Regions from separate parts of the Sus scrofa genome. Here region 2 is linked to region 1. The links are chromatin contacts, called in public promoter capture Hi-C maps. All regions are on one chromosome and are shown on one strand. Each heading gives the region's core, a stretch centred on a gene start, on an enhancer-like site or on the middle of the called end of the contact. The rest is flanking DNA. Distances are from core to core; before and after follow the strand shown.

Evidence for each region. Promoter capture Hi-C pulls out the DNA fragments that hold promoters and counts their contacts.
Region 2: a contact with region 1 is called in a promoter capture Hi-C map of fetal skeletal muscle, with 9 times the contacts expected there. The contact joins the promoter of PRELID2 here to the promoter of KCTD16 in region 1. A contact is called at or near these places in 3 of 5 promoter capture datasets (fetal liver, fetal skeletal muscle and liver) and 5 of 47 Hi-C or Micro-C datasets (embryonic fibroblasts, fetal skeletal muscle, mesenteric adipose tissue and 2 more).

The regions. Positions count from the first base shown.
Region 1 is chr2:145,702,540-145,707,121 of Sscrofa11.1, forward strand. It overlaps KCTD16 (BTB/POZ domain-containing protein KCTD16), which reads left to right and starts at 2,163. Exons shown (of 4, transcript XM_021084953.1): 1 at 2,163-2,878; 2 at 4,134-4,218.
Region 2 is chr2:147,189,813-147,194,394 of Sscrofa11.1, forward strand. It overlaps PRELID2 (PRELI domain-containing protein 2), which reads right to left and starts at 1,916. Exons shown (of 9, transcript XR_002341969.1): 1 at 1,627-1,916.

The DNA.
Region 1 (4,582 bases), core at 913-3,412:
AGGAAACAGAAGCTGAGACACACTTTATCAATCCCACAGTTTATCCATGGTGTGTCTCGATGTGCTCTAGGCTTGACTATTACAAGCGCAGAGTGGAACATTCTTCCTTGCTCTTCCCTAGAGGGAAACCCATTGCTGTGTGTTCAGCCCTCGGCTGAGCGTCGCATCCTACAAAGCTTCAGCAGAGAGCTGCCAGAAGAGAAGAATAACCCTCACGGTGTTATCTGCTGACACGAAGGACAGGAAGACACCTACAGCCCAGACAGACCTGGCTTCTTGCCTCTTGTTCAGGCACCAAACAGCCAGGCTTACTGTCAACCTCCCTGAGACGCCCTGAGACACACTCGCTTACTCCAGCACTATTTATATCTCTCTACATGGCAAACAGCTTTGTTTCCTGCAAGCCTCTTATCTGTTTAATCTCACTTCTCAATCCTTTGCATCCCTGAGACTAAAGGAACAACAAAGGGGGGCTGATCAGAGGATGTTCGCCTAGAGTCTACAGATTCCAACACGAATAAGCTTCAGGCCAATCTTGAAGGAAAGAAACCCCTGACCTCTCAAAAGTGAGAGATCAACACCCTCTCAATTTCTTGAGGCTCCAGGTAGATGCAAAAGTCCTAAAGAGGGCTAGCAAATAGTTGCTCCAGTTTGAATAGTTTATTATAATAAATTAACATTTTTAGCACAAAACGCTGGACAGCCATACAAGTGTGCAAAGCCTAAGATATTTACAGTGTTTATTGAAAAATGGGAATTCAGAGTGCATGTCAGGTGTAGCCCACCCACAGTTCACAAGGTGAAGGTCATCTGGTGAATGCTTTCTTTATATTTTTTCGGTCCTCCTCAGGGTGTTTCTCTTTGAGTGTGTGTGTGTGACCTCATTTCAAAAAGAGTCAACATTTGCGGAGTGCTGGGAAGGGGAGTCCCTGGCCACGTGATCTCCCTGGCTCCTCTCATTCCTCAGTTCTTCCTCAGAGGTTCTGCCCTGGACATGGAACGCAAACTTTTATGCTTGTGTATTCATCTCCTAGATTTTCTAAGATTCTCCAAGCAGCCCTTTCCCCCAAAACCTTAAGTACGACTGGTCTCAAAAATATCCTAACCTATGAAACCCAGATCAATGAACAGAGCTCCTCATTTTTGAAATTTAGAACACTCTTCTTTTAAATTGTAAGGATATTTTAGCCTTGCAATTTCACTTATTACTAACAATTCTTTTCAATGACTTGCTGTTTTTTTTTTGAAATGCATAACAGGAGTTCCTGTCGTGCCTCAGTGGTTGACGAATCTGACTAGGAACCATGCGGTTGCAGGTTCAATCCCTGGCCTTGCTCAGTGGGTTAAGGATCCAGCGTTGCTGTGAGCCGTGGTGTAGGTCGCAGACGCAGCTCGGATCCCACGTTGCTGTGGCTGTGGTGTAGGCCAGTAGCTACAGCTCCGATTAGACCCCTAGCCTGGGAATCTCCATATGCCACAGGAGCGGCCCAAGAAATGGCATAAAGACAAAAAAAAAAAAAGAAAGAAATGCGAAATAAACATGTTTCCTTATTTGCCGCCTTTCCATCTTTATTCTAGAATCCATAATGTTAAAAACAAAACATTGATGGTACTGAATAGGCAATGATCTGAACCCTACCCTCATGCTCCACAGCTGTGTGGCCCTGTGGAAAAGCTTTCCCTCTCTGGTACTCAGCCTCTGTAGCTCTAAGAGGAGATGGTGATTCCATTTCTCAAGTTCCTTTTAGCTTTATAGGACCATGGTTTTTTTTCTTCCTCTCATGCTTTACTTCCTGCCAAATTGCCCCTCAAATATTTTAATAGCCCATCTCCAAAGTCATTGTCATGGCATACTGCCCTACTCCGTTAGATACTAAACAATTGGCTTTTAACTGTGAACAAATTCGGTACTTAATAAGCATAAATTCAAACTTATTTATACCCTGTATCTGATGGCAAATAACTGTTTACTTTGTAATTTTGATGAACAGAACCTTTCAGGTAAAACTCAAATCACTATAAAAAAAACTTTAAAATAAAGGAAAACTCTAACTTTGGGCTCAAGTAGGTTGCCAGATACACATCTGCAGTGATAGCATAGGGACACTAGATGGCGATATGAGTGCACCAAATAATAAACATTTCCTTGACTGGTCCAGTGTTAAAATCCCAGTGATTAAGGCCAGAACAGGTTAATATATTAGTTAAAGAAACAAAGTCAACTATAATTAGGTGTTAGAGTGTTAGCTAATACTCTGAATGTGTTCAGTAACCTGATACTTAGTGAAAGAAAAGAGTGTTAAATTAGAAATTAATTTACATGACTGCTGAGTCTACGTTCAAGCTAATTCTTGGGGCAAGAGTTGGCAATAAACATGTGTGTCCCATAAAATGGATCTAATTCATACTTTCCTGTCCACTTTTGGTTTTGGGGTTTTTTTAATAGCAGTTGTTTGGAATGGAGTGTGCCTTACATATATTATTCATCGACAAAGTACTATATTCTCATTAGGAATGTGAGTCCTAAGACATTGGTGTTTTAAAGGGGAAATGGCTGACTTACTGTAAGCTGTTGGCTGGGCCATTATTGACTGGCAGGATCAACTGGAAGCACTTTGTTAGTGGATTAGGTTGCCCTGGAAATGCCTTTCTGAAAGTCTAATGATGCACTTAAGGGAACCCTCTGGGACAGGAGTAAAATGTCTCTTAGCAGGCGTGTCTTCCACCAGAGTCCTCTTGGGATGAAATGGGAGGGGGCCGGCCACATCCAGAGAGATGCTCAGTAAGGAAACAACCCCAGGAAAAGGTTGCAGGTAACAATTTCTTACATGGAAGCGAAGATAACGCCTTACTGACAGGAACTCTGAGTTTTCTGAAGGTACCAGCGCTTCGTGTATTCTTTTGAAAGAGCACCATTAATTCCAGAGATTGCATGTGTGCATGGATGTATATATTCATTTACTAAATGCTTATTTATTTGCTGGGGTAGGGGTGGCGGAGGGATGGAGAAGGAAAAGACAAGAGAGCGCAACTGAGAGAATATGGTTTGATCCTCTCTGATTGGAGAAAAAAAAAAAAGCCCTTCTGTAGGTTGAACATCGGGGTCACTGGGTGTTTTGTTGCTGTTGTTTGTTTGTTTTCTTAAACAAGCTTTAGAGGGGGAAATTTGCCCTTCGGCAGAAATTCAGTGCACGTGCGCAAAGGGCTTGTTGGGGGTTTTTTGTTAATGAAAAATCGCTGTGTTTATCTCACCACTGGGTGAAGGGGTTGTTTCCGGCGGCTGGGGGGGCGGTGGAGGTCTAAAGACAGGAAAAAGGGCAAAGCAAAGGAAACTCCAGACTCGCGGGCAGGACGGGAGGGAAGTGGCTAGGCAGCGCTGGTCCCCGCCCCAAGCCCCAGCGCGCCCCGGGAGTCGCGTGCCCACGGCCAGAGCGCGGCGTTCCCGTGCAGTCCTGGCGACCTGTCACCGGGGAGGACGTGACTCGGAGCTGCCTCCGCTTCCTCCAAGCCATATTCCTTTAAGATGATGTAATAGTCATTTCCCTGGATGGTTTCTTGCCTGCACTGCTGAAACAACAGCATCCTAACTGCACTGGGAACTGTGGAACCACCCAGAGCCGCCGCCGCCGCCGAGAAGCCGGAGCCCGAGCCCCCGACCGCATCTCTGCGCAGCGGCGGCTGCCGGCTCCCACCTGGCTGGGAACATGGGAGTCCGCTTGCCCTTGCCGGCAGGTGGGTGACTACCTGGCACCCCAGCAGGGCACATCTGTCTTTCTTTCTGCTTCTGGGCTTTCTGCAAAGCTTCTAAGTCCCAGTACCTCTTGCAACTCTCTTCTGTTTTAAGGATTCTTTCCAAAGGTTGGATTTTTTTTTTTTTTCTGCCCCTGGAGAGGCTTTGGTTGAATATTTTTCTCTGCTTTGCTTTTTCAATCCAACCACCTCTCATCACGGTTTAACTTTTTTGTGACTTGTTTTAACTTGAGATCGGGAGTGGATATCTACATACATATACACAAATATACATTTATATAAATATTTATATATATATATAATAATTATTATTTTCTAAGAGCACATCTCTCTGGCACTTTTCATTGATACCTCTGTCCTTTCCCTCTTTGGGATTTGACAAGCTCCAGACTGTGTGTGGCTGTGGATTTGGACGGCTTCGCAAATGGGTATTTCTTCACAAGAACTGTGTTTCCAGCATTCGCTAAGGTAAGTTCCCAGGCTTATTGCTCTCCCTCTCTAGCCAGAAGAAGAAGAAGAAAAAAAATCCCCTTTTAGAAGTTGAAAATTGCATATTCCTTTTTAATGCTGAAATAAAAATGGAGATGTTTTTAATACTGAAATGCTGGAGACAGAGGAATATGAATAGATAGGTAGACACAAAATAGCTTGAGAGAAGCTATGGCTTAGTTGAAGAATGGCTGAAATCAGTAGTTCCAGGGCTGCTTATGTAAAATAATCTCTCCCTCCCTCCCTCCCCTGCTTTCCTCCCTCCCTCCCTCTCTTTCTCCTCCTTTTTTTTTTTCTTTTTCTGACTCATGCTGGGTTTGAGGAAATAATTTTCTCTCTTTTC
Region 2 (4,582 bases), core at 666-3,165, 1.5 Mb after region 1:
GCAGCATAGGGAGGTTCCCAGGCTAGGGGTCGAAGTGGAGCTGTAGCTGCTGGCCTACACCACAGCCACAGCAACTTAGGACCCGAGCCACATCTGCGACCTACACCACAGCTCACGGCAATGCCGGATCCTTAACCCACTGAGCGAGGCCAGGGATGGAACCCTCGTTCCTCATAGATGCGAGTAGGGTTCGTTAACCACTGAGCCAGGACAGGAACCAGAAGTCAGGTCTTAGCACTTAAGAAAATGCATCTCCTCCCCCCACTCCCCCATTTGGCTTCCAGGGGGCAGATGGGGAGCATGGCCAGTGGTGGCTGCCCAAGGCAAGTTACAATTCTTGCAAATCCTGTTTAAGAAGGTAAAAGCTGAAAGAAGAGTTCCCGGTACAACACTCTCATCTCACCATGTCTGTAAACAAAGGATATTGTGGCCATAAATTCTTCAACCTCTGCAGCCCCCAACAACCCAGTCCCCAGGGGGGATTTAGTTCAGATAAAAACAGGATACTGGCTCCAGATCATTAAGGCACATATCAAAGGAATTTCAGTGAGCCCATAGCCCGCAATCTTCGCATACACAGAAAAGTGCTAAATCCCTTAACTTGAGATGGCTCGTTGTCTTTAATTAGCAGTATTCTTTGGATATTCCAATAACTGGTTTGTTTGAACTCCAATCTAACCTGGCTCCCCCCTAACCTCAGCTTCTGGGATGCTGTGTCTGGGCTTAAATCCTCAGCAAGTATGCCAAATAAAACATAGCTCTCAACTTTGTGCACTGTTTTAAACCCACACATCTTAGATGCAGACATTGAAGCTGAGAGAGATGACCCTTAAATGGTGTCATCCAGTGAACTAAAGGCAGAACCAGAGGTGAATCCAGGGGTCCCGTCTCGCAAGCCTGGGTGCTTTTCATTCTACCAAGAAATTTCCCATTCTACCATTACCAGCCACAGTCCCAGGAGGCGCCCTTGAGATAAACAGGGCCACTGAATATTGAGGCCCAAGGTGTGCAGTTATATCACACAAAAAATAACCTTTTAAAGAACTAAGTAGCATCAGTTACTGTGATAAGAGCTTTACAGGAATACTTTGCTTGAATCTTCACAACAACCCCTGAGTTGGGACTTTAGTTCTTCCCATTTTACATATTATAAAACTAAACTAAGGCACGGAGTCTACCCCAAGGCCCACAGCTGCTTAACGAGAGCCAAGTGCTGAGGTGGTAACACGACAGAGCTGAGTAAACTGGGATGAAGGCTTCGGCGGCTCCCGCCAGCTTTCAACGATGCTCTAGAGAGTGAAGTGCAATTTCAACCCGGCTCCAGCACTGCGGTTCTCCCCGAGCCTCCCTCCCCCAAAGCCTCTCCCTCCAGGTGGGGCAGGGTGTGAACGTGAGGCCGCGCACGGAGACTTTTCCGGGATCCTCGAGGGGTAGCCTTCGAGAAAAGGCACCCCCGCCCTCGCCCCGCACATCCCAGAGGCGCAACCTGCGGCTGGAGCGAGCGCAGCAGAGCAGAGCAGAGGAGAGGGGGAGCTGAGGGAGCCCGCAGCCTCGGGGGCACAAGGCTGAGCCCCCGGGCAGCTCCAGAGAACCCGAACCCCGGCCGGACCGGAGCAGGACGAGTACCTTTCGGAGGAAGCTGGCGACCACCTGCTCGAAGGGATACTTGAACACCTCGTGCACGTCCACGGTGACCCCCATCCCCGCGCGCCCACCACGCCTCCGCCCGCACACCGCCGCTGGAGATCTGCCCGTGCAGGGCCGCAGGCGTCCACGCCGGAGCAGCCAAAGGGGCGTGGGGTGTTTCTTTCCTCCTTTTTCAAACTTCTGAAACTTTATTGTCCACTCAGGGAAACTGACAGTCCGTCTCGCCCCGCCCCCTTCAGCTGGCGTCCTAGTCTGGGCGGCGGGCGTGGGAGGCGCGGAGGCCGGGTCAGTGCTGGCTGGCGGTGCCAGGGGCCGCCCCGCCCCACCTCCGCCCACGCCACGCCCACGCCCCGGGGCCCAGCCACGCCACGCCCATGGCCACTCCCTCGCCCGGGCCACGCCTGCGGACCCAAGTTTCCGCCGGCGAGCCTCCAGCAACTGCCCCGAGTTCTTGGACCTTGCGTCTGGGGCATCTGTCATCACCTCGCCTGGAGCCTTACTTAAGCAGCTATTGGCAGCACTAAAGAAAATAATACTAAATACATCAACTACCCTCCCTCCAAGTTTAGGGACTGTTCTCTATGACCCTCCTCCGTGTTGGGAGTTTCAAGTGACAAAGGCCCATGACTGCATTACTCACAGGACCGGGCAGCTGCCTCTGAGGTTTAGGTTAGGTCTCAAGGACTTAAAAATTGGCGGTATCTGCACGTGCCTCCGTAAGGCAATGCCTATGCCCATTAAACACGATGGCGTTAAACGATGGAGCAAGGAACAAAGGGCTACGAAAGGGATTTTGAGTGTGCTTCACTCCACTGCACAGATTTTACAAGAGGAAGCGAGTGAATCCGTTAATCCGATACCTTCTTTAACATATTATTTCCTGAGCACCTCCTCTGTGTCAAGCACTCTGCTGGATTGACAGGCTCTGGATCCAGCAGTAAGCAAAGCACAGTCTCTGTTGTCATGGAGGATGGATGAGCCAGATGATTAAACACCCGATACACACAAATAGGAGGAGAAGCAGGATAACAGGTCAAAGTTATAGGTGGCATGATTTTCGCTAGGATGAAGAGGAAGTCTCCGGGGTGGTGGCTTTGACATTTGTAATTTCGTAATCTTACTTACCCTGACACACAGTCATACCTGGCTGGCAAAACCCTAGCCTTGGATACAGCTAGTTCTCCACTTACTGCCTCACCCAAGCCCGTGAAAAAGCCTGGAGGCAAACTGATAGCTTAGGCCTCTCTTTACATTCATAATCACTAACCTCAAGGGGCCTTTTTCATGGTGCTTAGACAAAAACACTGCATTTCTCTAATCCACTTACTGTCCCAAGCTCCTCTCACTTCAAATCTCCAACACCTTCTCCCCAGCCTTATCCTCACTGGTAAATAGGAAACCTCTCTATACCACATCTGTCTGCCCACCTGTCAAATGCCCTGCCTTCTCTCCTGTTCTCATGGACGAACTGTTAGCACTTAATTTGGTCCACCAAGTCCAGATGTGGGCTGCAGCTGGTTAGCAAATACCTCTCCTTCAAAAAAAAAAAAAAAAGGAGTTCTCATCGTGGCTCAGCGAAAACAAATCCAACTAGTATCCATGAGGATGCGGGTTCCATCCCTGGCTTTGCTCAGTCAGTAAGGATCTGACATTGCCGTGAGCTGTGGTGTAGGCCAGCAGCTACAGCTCCAATTCGACCCCTAGCCTGAGAACCTTCATATGCCACGGGTGCAGCCCTAAAAAGACAACTAAGTAATTATAATTAGTTTGAGTAAATTTACATAATTTAATGTTTAATAACAGCCGTGTTCAATAACCACCTGATGGGTTTCAGAACACAATATCCCAAAACATGGCACCTTAGCATATAGGATATTTCAAGCTGAAGAAGTTTGTCAAAACAGCCGAAGCAGGAAAATCTCTCTGGCTTCTCCTCGCCCTTCGCCCCTGAGGCAGGTCAGTCGGAATCTCCTCCCGTGACCAGCGGCGCCCACTCTACACCTGGAGGAAGCAGCATGTTCGTCTCCGGGATGAAGGGTCACCGGGAAGAATCTGAACAAACAGGCCGTGCCGAGATTCCCCGGTTTTACCTAATTTTCCTCTTTTACCCTTCGTCCTATCCCTTTTCTCCACAACTGCCCACTCTTCACCAAACCCAGGATAAAAACACTTAGATTTACCATTTCTTCAGGTCTTCATTTCCGTGTCACTTACAAAACTCGGAGTAAGCAAGTGTGTATCCTTTTCTCCCATTAATCTGTTTTCGTTTGGGTTTGGGTTGGGGTGGGTTTTTTTGTTTTCTGTTTGTTTGGTTCTGGTCGGTTTACTTTTCACATCCAGCCGGGACCCTAAGAGTGTCAAGGAAAACTCTTCCCTCCTCCACAGCTCCACCACTCTCCTAAAAGTTTCTTTCCTCTTTCTGGTTCCAGGACATCTCTTGAGCCATAGCTACTCCCTCTTTCATATATCGTCAGTTTCGCCTCTACTCAATCATTACAACCAGCATACAAGTATTTTGTGATTTCATCCCTCTTCAAAAAAATCCACCCTTAGGAGTTCCCACTGTGGCTCTGTGGAAATGAATCTGACTAATATCCATGAGCACGCAGGTTCGATCCCTGGCCTTGCTCAGTGGGTTAAGGATCTGACGTTGCTGTGAGCTGTGGTGTCGGTTGCAGACACGGCTTGGATCTGGCATTGCTGTGGCTGTGGGGTAGGCTGGCAGCTACAGCTCTGATTCGACCCCTAGCCTGGGAACCTCCATATGCTGAGGGTGCAGGCTGATGCCCAAAAAAAGTTCAGCCTTAACCCCTTATCTTCTTCCAGCCCCAGCCCCGTGTCAATTCCCTGCTCCATTTTGCTCCTATAATCTCTTGAACCTGTTCCAACAAGTTCAGGCCTCTGAACCTACTGTTATCAAGGTCAGTCATGACCA